3 separate regions of the Rattus norvegicus genome follow, and regions 1 and 2 are each linked to region 3. Evidence: chromatin contacts called from public Hi-C data. All regions are on one chromosome and are shown on one strand. Each heading gives the region's core, a stretch centred on a gene start, on an enhancer-like site or on the middle of the called end of the contact. The rest is flanking DNA. Distances are from core to core; before and after follow the strand shown.

The links. Hi-C and Micro-C count contacts between places; a contact is called where the count stands out from the background.
Region 1: a contact with region 3 is called in a Hi-C map of Schwann cells, with 5 times the contacts expected there. The contact joins the enhancer-like site here to the promoter of Adamts17 in region 3. A contact is called at or near these places in 10 of 12 Hi-C or Micro-C datasets (the A7r5 cell line, Schwann cells, frontal cortex and 5 more) and 1 of 1 datasets of contacts at active chromatin or transcription factors (oligodendrocytes).
Region 2: a Hi-C map of Schwann cells shows a contact between it and region 3, with 3 times the contacts expected there. The contact joins the enhancer-like site here to the promoter of Adamts17 in region 3. A contact is called at or near these places in 1 of 12 Hi-C or Micro-C datasets (Schwann cells) and 1 of 1 datasets of contacts at active chromatin or transcription factors (oligodendrocytes).

The regions. Positions count from the first base shown.
Region 1 is chr1:129,711,250-129,715,372 of GRCr8, reverse strand. No RefSeq gene overlaps it. Among named protein-coding and RNA genes, the nearest start is that of Cers3, 35 kb to the left of the region's middle. Within about 2 kb of position 2,017, at least 1 of the 93 cell types and tissues checked has an H3K27ac peak or open chromatin away from gene starts, as enhancers often do. A contact at or near this core is called in Schwann cells, where this site is marked.
Region 2 is chr1:130,054,138-130,058,077 of GRCr8, reverse strand. Adamts17 (ADAM metallopeptidase with thrombospondin type 1 motif, 17) reads right to left here. Exons shown (of 23, transcript XM_218753.11): 13 at 3,696-3,862. Among named protein-coding and RNA genes, the nearest start is that of Lysmd4, 190 kb to the left of the region's middle. Within about 2 kb of position 1,292, at least 29 of the 93 cell types and tissues checked have an H3K27ac peak or open chromatin away from gene starts, as enhancers often do. A contact at or near this core is called in Schwann cells, where this site is marked.
Region 3 is chr1:129,853,658-129,857,596 of GRCr8, reverse strand. Adamts17 (ADAM metallopeptidase with thrombospondin type 1 motif, 17) reads right to left here and starts at 1,534. Exons shown (of 23, transcript XM_218753.11): 1 at 1,334-1,534; 2 at 646-1,016. The coding sequence starts at 1,409.

The DNA of each region.
Region 1 (4,123 bases), core at 768-3,267, 140 kb after region 3:
AAAAGAAGACCTACCACCTGAGCTTTTCATGATGGGAAGGAAGTCAAGGACAGAGCACACCTTATACTGTTTATACTTCTGTCTAAATACCAGAGACCCAGTGCTTGAAAGTAAAACTAAATTCCAGAAAAGGAGAAACATATGCAATCAGGGTCTTTACAAACATCCACTTCACCCCATACGGAAACTGGGCAACAGTTAAGTCCAATGACTTCATAAAGCTCAACATCAACTGCAAATTTCAGCAGGGGCCACTATTGTCTTTATTGTACTTCAACAGTATATGCACCGTGGGAGGATGCATGGCTTTATCCATAAAGGGCTTGGTCTGAGTTCATCTCCATCAGCCTAAGAATAACCAGAACATTAAGAATTAGTTTGCTATTGATCTATGACAATAGAGTTTTTAAAAGACATTTTCATAGCTACGATTTGCACATGGCTATTTCAGCCCAGCAAAGTGCCTTTGCATGTTGTGAATGAGTGAGTCCACTTGTAGCTCAATATGTAGGTCACATTTCCAAACACCTATGCCTCACAAGTCTGCCAATTGGAGTCCTACTAGGTTGTGTCACACAGTGTGGACATGGGCCCTGCATACCAGAGGAAGAGGAGAGAAGATGGGTGGCAGGTAAATTCAGGGTGATGTCAATGACCTGGAATGCCCTTTTCAACGATGGAGTTCAACTGTTTCTGATGGATGGCATGCTCGGAGCCTGTTATGTCAAGGTTGCCACTCAAAATTCCAGTATTCACATGGCACAGAAAACTCAAATAGGTTGAAAAACATTGTCCCTGTGTAGTCTGTCCTCTCTTTCCCTGTGTACTTGGGTCTGACTAAGCCGACTTCTCCAAATGCACTGGTAACTTAAAGTAATTTTTAAATTAAATTTTAATCTCGTTTTCTCAGCCTTGTTCCCCCACGTGCCCTCCTCTTCCATTTAATCCTGCTTCTACTCTTATGCCTTCTTTTACATGTGTGTGCATAGATGTGACCAAGCATGTGTGCATGTATGTGACCAAGGAATCTGATTAGGTTTACTTAGGATTGTAAGTAAACAACTTAGACAACCTATCAGTGTCTTCATCACTGAAAGAAATGTCTTCCCCTCTTCCAGAAACCAGTAACTGACTATAGATCCTCAGGGAGGGGATCCCGTGAGCTCCTCATCCTAGGGAACGCTAAGCCAAAGAACTTTCATGTATTGTGTGTGTATATATGTGTACTTGAACTCATCTGTGCACATGTGTGTACCGGCATGCTCATGTGAACATAGAGAACAGAGGTCAGCCTCAGACATCATTCTTGTCAGCAGGTCCACCCCTTGTTTTGAGACTAGGGCTCTCACTGGACCTGGAGCTCACCAATTCAGCTAGACTGGCTGGACAGTAAGGCACGTATCCTCCTGCCTCTAGCTCCCAAACATTGTTACGGGCTCGAACCATTGTGTGTGCTTTTCCTGAGGGTTCTGGGAACTGGGCTTAGGTTCTCATGCTTACATAGCAAGCAGTTTGCTAAGCCTAGCTCCAGTGTGCCGATAGTGCCTTAGTGATCCACGTACCTCTTCTCAGACTCTTTATCCCACACCCTGAACTCCATATGTAGCTTCCTTCTTGACACCCTGCCCAAGTTCTTGTCCCTACCTTGCATGTCTTTGTGTTTCTTTCTTACTTTCCTTCTGCTCAGACCCTCAGCAACCCCTTTCCCTCTTGTCTCTGTCCTCAGGTCAGCATATCTTCAGCGAATGTCACATCTGCACGTAAATAGCTCCTATACCTTGCTCTAATGATGCCCTTCTGATTTGCAGCAGAGGTTTTCTGTCTGCTGGCCACCATCTTGTGCTGACATCAGTGCTAAAAAGCACTAGGTGAAAATGTAGCTCATTATTTTCTTCTCAAGACTTGTTCTTCATTTAAGTCATTTTCATCACACCACCACCCTCAGTGCAGCAGCAGCAGCAGCAGCAGCAGCAGCAGCAGCAGCAGCAGCAGCAGCAGCAGCCGCCCTGTGTATGAATAGAAGGCTCTTTGTTGCAGGGGACCTCCCTTCAATTACACTTGACCACTGTTTAAGACTCTAACTCAGTCCTAACACTTTCCTGAATTCTTTAGCACTTCCCTGCCCCACCCTAATTCTTTCTATTCCCCTTTCTTCTATGCCCAGAGGTCTCATTTAGTACCAAACCCTGCAAACTGGTTTTCAGATGTGATAGTGTCTCTGTCCTGATTCCCTATTTGTCTCTGTGCTAAGCTCTTTAGATTTCAGAATAAAAATCTTACACATTTCTCCCGAAATCTTTTTGGTTTCTGTCATTGTTTTAAAAGGGTTTACTTTTCACTTGCTACCCTTTTGGTCTCGTCTCTGAGGCTACTACATCAACTCTTTCCTCCTCTTAGTATGTTGTGTGTCTTAGCTTCAGCTTTCCCTGGTACTCTTCCCAAGGGCCCAGTGATTTGGTCGTCCATGCCTTGGTGTGTGTGGTGGTTTGAATATACTTGGCCCATAGGGAGTGGCACTATTAGGAGGTGTGGCCTTGTTGGAGGAAGTGCGTCACTGTAGGGGTGGGCTTTGGCGGTCTCCTCTTATGCTTAAGCCCCACCCAATGTGGAAGAGTCAGTCTCCTACTGGCTGCCTTGGGATCAAGATATAGAACTCACAGCTCCTTCTCCAGCACCATGTCTGCCCAGTCACTGCCATGCTTCCTGCCGTGATGATAATGGACTGAACCTCTGAAACTGTGAGCCAGCTCCAATTAAATGCAGTCACTTCTAAGAGTTGCTTTGGTGATGGTTTCCCTTCAAAGGAGTGAAACCCTAACTAAGACTGTGTGCTTTTATGCCCACTGGCATTTGCACATGGGGAGGTTTGCCACTGTGGGCTCCACTTAGCATGGACTTGGTTGAGGCATTTCTTCCGGCAAAGCTTCAGTGTCCATCTCTTCAGATGTTCCTCTTGCCTTACATTCTTCCAGAAAAGTTTATTCTAGTTTCCTACTTGGAGTTATAGGTGCTCTGGGAGCTGATGTGGAAAAAAAAAAAAGCTGGGAAGGGGGTGGTTTTCAACACCCAGATATTCAATGCAAGTGCTGTTCTGACTTTGGTCACCCCTGGTATCCTCTAGTTCAGAGACACTCCCTCCACTCTGCTAGCATTGGGCAGAACAGGGTCTGAGATTTATGGAATGGCTGCCTCAGAATTTACCTGCATTTAGTCAAAGGCTTTGCCAGCTCTCCACTGCTTAGAGAAACTATTCAAATCCCTCAGTTCAGCATGCTGGGTCATCTGACCTGAATACACCTTTCCAGACCTTATGACACCACTGCCACCCATACTCACAGCTGCAACAATTTTCATTTTCACCCACATCCAAGACCCTGTGTCCCCGTGATAGGAAACAATTACAATGATGCTTATGAGAGAATGTTGAGACCAGACTACCTAGAAGCCTCTACTTGGCTCGGCCAACCACTTTCCCAGCCTGTGATGATGCAAGTGGCTTCATCTTGTAAGGCCTTGTCAAGGCACCCACCATTTACCATCACCTCTGGGAGCTAAAGAGCACCTTGACTAGGAGGTGACATCTCGAGAACGCACATAAACTCCATGTTCTAATTGTCGACACACCTGTCTTCCCCATTCTCCAGCTCCTGAGAGGAATCTCTCCTGTTTGTGATATCTATGAAGTGATAGTGCTGTGGATACACTGGGGACAATGGAAAAAGAACCTGACAAATGGAAAGGCTGTTGACTCAAGTACTCTGCGACGGACGCTGCTAGGGGGGTCAAGTACAGAGAGCACAGGGCCACTTAGAATTAATGGTCTGGAACCAACTGAAGCAGCTTCCCACACCAGAAATCTGAGAGGCCCTTGCCAGAAAAACATGTTAAGGGCAAGCATCTGAGTGTGTAACAATGGTTGAAAGAGGCTGCAATGAGACTGGGACCTTTGCACAAGGTAACCTGCTTGGACTCCATGCCTTGTTGTGTGACTAGTATTTTTATCAAGCTAATTAATCTAGCATGCTAGGTGTACTAGATAATTATGAGGCATCAATGCAACTGTTACTAAAAATGGCTGAAGTGTGGCTACTTGGTATTTTAAAAACAAATAAGAATACACTTC
Region 2 (3,940 bases), core at 43-2,542, 200 kb before region 3:
TGAGTGATTATCTAGGTTCTGTCTTCTGTCTTGGCTGCTCAATCTTCTCTCCCACAAGCTGTCCACCAGGACTTCATAACCAGTCCCTGGGACCCAGGCTTTAGCTGATTGGGTCAGTAAAGTCCATCTGACTATGAAGAGACCAATCAGAGTCTTTCTTTCTGAGTAGCTAGACCCTCCAGACAGGTCTCAGTTAAGGAGACAGCACTTACCACAGCCAGAATGACCCTGATAATTCAACATTGAAACTCCATGTCACAGAGAGGCCATGGCTCATGGCTGGTGGGCCTTAGAGAAGGCTAGGTTATCTTACTTATAATTCAGAGATATGCAAAGCTCTGAGAATGAGTGTTTTCTTATATTGTGGCAAACTATCTGGCTGCAAAACCAGTGTTTCCTGACAGGAATGAGAACCCACCTTATTAGCCTCCCCACCCCCAGGAAGGGTGCCATGTGTCCCCTTGAGTGTAAGCAGGGGGCGTTATTATGTGGCTACCCAGTTACCATTGCCTTTCAAACATTACAGAGCTTTGAATTCTGAGCCATAAGTGACCTCGAAGGATTTGGAGATGTGACCCAGATTTATCTAATCGGAGCAGTGGGTTTCCATGGTTGGCTGTTGGAGACGTTTAGAGAAAGGTAGCTGGCACTGGAGGCAGGGCTCTTGAAGGCCATAGAAGAAGGGCCTAATCTTTTCAGATATCTTGGTTCCAGCCTCTCACTGGTCCTTTGGGAACACCCTCCATCTTTGTCACAATGCTCCTCCATCTCTGGGCCACTTGGCTGAGTAGGAGTCACGACTCTGACCCTCCCATCCCTATTCACTCAGACACTCAGACACTCAGACACTCAGACTGGAGGGTGGGGGAGGTCTCTCATCTGAAGCAAAGGAGCTGGGAAAAAGCCACTTTGTCCGGATGCAGCCTTCCAACACTTTAGTGGGAATGGAGCCTGCTGTTGGCCTGGTCACACGGGTCTGAACCTTTGGACGTTTCTACTGTGACAAGATCCCACAGGGAAAGCAGAGACAGATTTGGCAAGTGGCCACCTCAGTGGGTTTCTGTCTGAAGGCTTTTCCTCTTCGGGATCTTTTCTGAGGAGACTCTTTGTCCTCCTTTGGAGGTGGAATGGATTTGTGGTCCCGAGCCCTCCTTCGGAAAGTCTACCTCTGCAAGAATTCTTTTTAAAAGAGGGGAGAGAGGGGAGAGAAACTACTGCTTCCCCTTGACTGAACCGTGCGTCACTCGCCAAAGAATTCTGCAGTGATAGCAGCTCTGTGAATAGGGCAGTTATACTGGGCTGTGAGGAGCCAGAGCCCAACCAGAGGGCTCCCTCCTCTCATGGCTCAGCTAGAATTATGCCTTTTAGAAAGAGGGGTTCAGAGGAACATTTATCATCGGCCATCTGAATCATCCATTTAGTATTCTACTGTTGCCCTTCTGAAATGCTCTTAAAAATGCTGGCTTCTGTTCGTACTGAGAAAAACGGAACCTCATACGTAATGAGTCGTGGCAATTTCACCACAGAGGACATTGGGTCAAGCCACCCTCGCAAAGCCCTGAACCCGAGGTCTCTCCTTCAAAGGCCGAACACCTCCAGTCTATAAGTCTTATCAAATATGGCTGGCCTTTTCAGGTCAAGGCATTTGTTAGATCTAATTATTTGTTACGTTGGTAGAATGGAGGAAGACACGAATGTGTGAGAAAATACAACTTAGAACTGTCAAAGTCCTCAAGGAACCTCCCCATGAAAAAGGCCTGGGTGACAGCGGTCTCAGTTACTATGATGATAAGGGAACCAAAACATTCAGCCATTCATTCAAAAGTTAGTGGTCAATAGAAATTTAAGATGGAGCTGCTCAAGTAGGACTTCTGCCCTGAATACTTGAAGCAAGACTGGTTAAAAACAAAGCAAGCAAGCAATGAACTGCCCCCCTCACCGCACGCACGCACGCACGCACGCACGCGCACGCGCACGCGCACGCACGCACGCACGCACGCACGCACGCACGCACGCACGCACGCACGCACGCACGCACGCACGCACGCACGCACGCACGCACAGAGCTGAGAAGAAATGTTGCAGGGGTGAAGGTATCTCAGCCCTAATGCCTTCTTGCTCCAGGAAAGGAAGAGAGGACAGAAGAGGCTTCAAACTTCCCTGGCTCTTTGGAGACAATGGAAGCCTTGGTACCAGAGTGGTTCCCATCACAGCAAGCTGCTGACCTGGAGCGTAGCGGCTGTCTCTGGTAATGTCTTGGTTCCAATCAGGGGTCTGAATATGCCTGAGGTAGCTGGGAGCCTCTAGGCTTCCCGTGCATCACTTTAATGCCCAGACAGAAAAGTAAGGGTGCCTCCAACAGCACCCTCTATTTTCGGAGAGGGGATTCTCTTGTCTCCTCTCTTTTTCTTCAGGGAAAGTTGGGGATGAGAAAGCTGAACTTCTCCTGAATTCTGCTGGCTGAGTGACAGCACCGCCATGATCAGGCACCCTCCCACCCCTGCCAAGGAGGTATTTTTTTAAATACAAGGAAAAATGTCTGGGAAATGAGCTTTCTGTTACTTCAAAGGTCCTCAGCTAAGCAGGTACCATTGAAAACAACATATGCTATTTTCAAGATAGCACAAAACTGAGAGGTCAGGGTGTTAGGCTACGAGCTGCAGATCTGAAGCTGCTGTTGCCTGGGATATTTGGGCTCCCTCACCCTGAAACATCTAGGCGCATTTGAACTTGGAATCACAGGTGCCTGCACAAGGATTTCATAGGGAGGAAAACCAAGGCTTTTATTCTTCTGAAACCACTTGGAAGTTGTAGACACCAGACTCAGCTGATTTCGTTGATCCCTCACTGTGCCTGTGACTACATTGTTCCTGCCAGGGTATTTGGGTACCGAGAGCCAGTAGGTTATTCTCTGAGTCAACTCTGTCAGCTGCTGGAGCCCAGACATCACAAACCCATCACCTCCCATTCCTAGCAGCTCCTTTTACATGCTCAGTGAATGTAGACCTAACCTGTGCCTGGCTTGTGGTATGCTTGATAAATGGGACCATTTTGTCAGTATTGCAATACAAAGTTCTGTTTCTTAAAGGGGAAGGGTTTTAGGCAAAACCCCAACACTCTGGACTAGGCCTTGGATGTCCTCACCTTCAATGACCAGACACCACAGACTCAGTGGAGATATGGTTCAACACCTAGATTTCTTTCTGGGGGCTGAAAATATAGTGGCAGCTTATGGCACACAGTCTCCTAGTTGGGGGGAGAAAGGTTTTAGCAAGAAAACGTGACCCCTGCTGATCATTCTCTTTCCTACATTGTGCATGGTTCTCAAAAGCCTTCCAAGTACTCTAGGCCAAGAGGAAAGACAACCCAAGTGAGCCAAGGAAAGCAAAACGGCACACGCTCAAAACACACCATTCTACTCTTGGTACCTCAGAACGGGGCATAGTGGGAAACACATGCTAGCATACTTGCCTTGCTGAAGAATGAATCTAGCCTACCATCTGCCTTTGTGGCCTGTGCGGGGAGATCTCAACCTCACCATTGCAGGACCATGACTAACTTGGGCAGAAGGCAGGAGTCCTCTCAGGTGGGCTGGGGTGGGAGTTGAGCCTTCTGAGCATCCCTAACTGGGTTTTATAGTTCTTTGGGAAAGAGAGAGGGAGGCTACAATGGAAGGAAGGGCCATATGCCGTTACCATCAACCACCATTGCTGTCAACAGGCCTCTCTTCTTGCTGCTCAGTCGGTCATGGGCTTGGCACTGTTGGTCCCGGAAGCTGGGCACACCCTTGGGGCAGGGCAGGTTCTCGCAGGCTGCATGTTCTACGCTGGCGCCCTGGCAGTGTGTGCCTCCAGGCCCAGGGCTAGAGAGAAGAAGATCTGGGTTAGCCAGCTGGTCTTGTGGAAACAGTAGTGGTACTGTTGCTAGGAAGATGTGGGCA
Region 3 (3,939 bases), core at 285-2,784:
AACTTCCGGTGCCTCTCCGTGCACTTGTCATGGCTGTCTCAAACAAAACAGCGAGGCAAGGTCTTCAAGAAAAGAGGAGGGTTTACAACTGGGACAGGTGAGTACCCTGCAGTTCTCTCTGAGGGTGCATTCAGATAAATGCCTACTGTGGAGTAAGGAAATAAAGATACTACTGGACCTCTCTTGGTCTTACCTTTCGTCTAACGAAAGTGAGACTAATCATGGCCTGCCTGGGGTCCCCTCCTAGTATAAAAAGGCTCACGGGACAGAAGAGAGGTGCATAGATACCCCATTCCCCAGACAGAGGAAATGGACACTTTACTCCTTCCCCATAACGTGCAGAAAACATGCACACCTGTGCTGATGCTGAGAGAGTGGGAACATCAGGTTCATATTCGTTCCTCTAGGTGAGCTATAGCTAATTTCTCAATGCAACCCCACTTCGGCCAGGTTCAGCACACAACAGAAGCCAGTACAATGGCAGGGCTTCCCTTGTGTTCCCTCTGCTAGGAAGGCACAGTCAGAAAGGCCAAGTGAAGGAGATAGGGAGGGAGGTAGGTCTTCTCCCGCCCAGCCCTCCGCGGGACCACCCCAGGAGAAGTAACAGACTGGGCAAGGCAGACCCATAGGGGGCGCGGGCAATACCAGGCCGCCGGCGGCGCCACAGGCGCTGAGGGAGACGAGGGAGCCCGGGTGGCCCAGGACTTGTCCGGAGTAGAAGCACAGCTCCGCAGGGTGTCCGCTGCGCCCTGAGACACCCGCCTCCTCCACCTCGAAGCCTGGGGACAGGAAGCGCAGGTCGCGACGCAGCTGCAGGTATAGGTCTCGCCCAAAGGCCGGCAGGTGCAGCAGCAGGGCGCGCTCTCCCGGTCCCGCTCGAGGGTCGCCTGGAGATGCTCGCGGTCGCCGCCACTGCCGGAGCCCCGCTGCTCCCGGCAGCAGCTGCAGGTGCACGTCGTCGGGGCGCAGCCGCCTTGGGAGCACCACCTCCACGTCGGCCGCCGCGTCGCCGACAACTGCGGGGAGAAAGGACAGGCGTCAGCACCGGCCTGGCCACCAGGGCTGCCGGCGGCTCCGGCGCGGGTTCCCAGGGCTCCGTGGGTATCGCACAGCCGTGACCCCGCACTCCCTTCCCTCCCCGAGCCGGGCCTCTCTAAGCCGGCGAAGCCACTCGATCGCACCCGGGGTCGAGGGGGAACCAGAGGCCAGTTCTCCGGCCGCGGCCTTCGCTCTCCTCCTCCGGGGATGCTGTCAGCAGTCCACCCAGGCACCCGGGCGCCAGGATGCTTCGGGAAGGCACCGGGAAGGTGGCCGCATTAGTTAAGAACACTACCTGTGCCCGGGTCCAAACCCCACACCAGCAGCAGCAAGGACAGGACGAGAGGGGGCAGCAGGGTGCCGTCACACATGGTACTCGGGACCAGCAGCCCCCAAGACCGTAGCGGCAGAGCAGGGGCGCGTGAGGCGGCGACGCCAGCCGGAGTGAAGCCCTGCAGCCTTTGGAAAAAGTAATTAGCGCTGCGGACAAACCCAACATGGTAAATACTAAGCCCCACCTTCTCCTTGGAAAGTAGGTGGTGATTGGGCTTTTGCTTTCCTCTGCCCCGCCTTCCTTGTCCGTATTGGTTAGAGCCGGTCGAAACCAACGTGCGTAGTTAGGTTGTAAGCACTTTCTTACACGTGGTTTCTAGGCAGTAGGTAGACTGTGACACCAGGTGGCAGGCGCGAGCCAACTCGGTTGTGGGGATCCTGGAGGAGCCAGGAGGCCACCAACCTGGCCTTCAGTTTGTCCTCAGTTGGGAGATCACCTCTGAGGCTGCTATAGCTTCCCAGGAAGATAGGCCAGATCAACCAGTTACGTACAAGAAAAAAAAATTGTGTATTGAAGTGGCTCCTATTTTTGACTTGTTTAGGCTGGAAAGACCCAGACCAGTGTTTCTAGCACACCTGAGTTCATACCTGACTTCTATATCTACAGTGTGTCTCCACAGCGCACAGGCTTCTTGAAGTCTTTATATTCACAAAAGCCAGGAAGGCGTGATAACACTGCCCTGAAGACTGGGAAACCGGGGAGAAGAAAACGTAAGGAGTTTGCTTAAATTGGACAGCTCGTTTCTGTCAGAGCCAGGCCTTGAATTTGTGAGCCTGACTTTAGGTCAGGTGTATTTAGGGAGGCATGTTAGCTGAGGTTTGCACAGTAGGACACCAGAGAACTGAGTGTGGCAGACCCTGAACTTCAACGCTGGTTTTCAAGAACAGAATGAATATTCCTTTCCCCAGCAGTATCTAAGCAGATATGATGATCCCTACAGGTAATTCCATTGGCCTCTTTAAAATGTCTTACAGAAAGCAGGACTGACAGAGAAAAGGATACCACAGTGGTCACAGACGGCTCCCCATCTCACCTATTTTTGGTTTGTCTGTTTGCTTGCTTGTTTTTAAAAAGCAAAACTGTGACAGGCCCCGACTCACCCCTTCATCACAGGATCTAGGCTTCACCACAGGGTTATATGACCAGAAAGCATCCAGAGACAAGGTAAGAAGTTTGATGCCCCTGCCCTGGTAAGTTGTCTGAAGCTCTCCGCAAAGGCTTATCACAGAGTGCGCTGCCATCTAGTCTCTGATCCAGTGGCTGCCACTCACTGGTTGGCAGCTGAAGGTGACTAGGAGGCGTGGGTCAGGCTCTGCCGGTGGCTATGAGTAGGGTTTTGTCTCACTTGAGCTTTGAGAACTTAACCATGACCTCAACCATTATGGGGGAAACTAGAAGGAAAAAGACATGCTTAGCCCCATCTGCGTGTAGTCACACAGCAGCCAACTGTAGTGACAGCCGGGGACGTCTTTCCCCTGAGAGTGGTTCAGTTTCTTCTCTGTAACTCAAGGAGCTAAGCTATGCTGTCTCCCCCTGGAGGGCTAACTTCTAATCATTTAGACTATTCTTGAAAATAAAAACAAGGGCCTGAGAGATACCTGACATATCATAAGCACTTTTTTTTAAGATTTACTGAATTTATGAAGAAAAGAAGAAAAGTGATTGATCAAATCAGACGTTTCAAAGACCCCTATAACAAGGCCCCAGACATTAGCACAACGAACTCCATGGTACAAATGCCATTCAGGCTATAAAACTCAGCACCTAGACAGAACTACCTTCTAACACTAAACCAAAGGCTGTGACAACCATAGTTGTAGGAAAGGCTCTGAGTGTACTAAGCTTGCTCTTCAGCTTCTGTAGTTCTGCTTCTGGCTAACTGTTCTTGTTAACAGTATGTCAACCCGGGACATGGTTTTGTGCTTAAAAGCTCACCCCGATGAAGGCTCAGGACTGTACTGAGATCCTGAACATCCCATGTGATTTCTGGCTTGCTAATGGACTTTCTACTGGCTTAAACCCATGGCTGGGCCGTCTTCTCTGCTGACTACCCGACAACACTCCGGCTATCAAATGTGCTAAGCAAGCATCGAACCCATGCCCTCCTCAGTTCATTGTTTGTCATTCTTTCTTGTCTGGACCCGTTTCAGTTTGGCAAGTTCATGGAGGTTGGATTAAAAACAGCAACAGTGATTAGGGGCCAGATGTTAAATAGTCCTCTGTTAGTGAGAAAGCAAGGGGACATGGAAGGCCTCCGTTGTTCAAATAACCCCACTTCACTAATGTGTACGTCTGCACCCAGCACCCCAGGCGTTGCTGATGCATAGGAACACTAATAAACACTTGGCAGATGATCAGCGGCTCAGTAGTGTCTCTCCTCTTTTATGTGTGCCGCTCAAAGTCTTCTTCCACTACGAAGGATGCTTTGAAAGACACGGCTGAGCAGAGAAACCGTGACCGGCTCTCTGTAACTAGACTGTGCTTATCAAATATACTTAGTTGCTAATATCTGAACTCCACTGAGCTCCAGTGAGCAGAGAGAGGCTATTTATTGCATGCTGTATTTA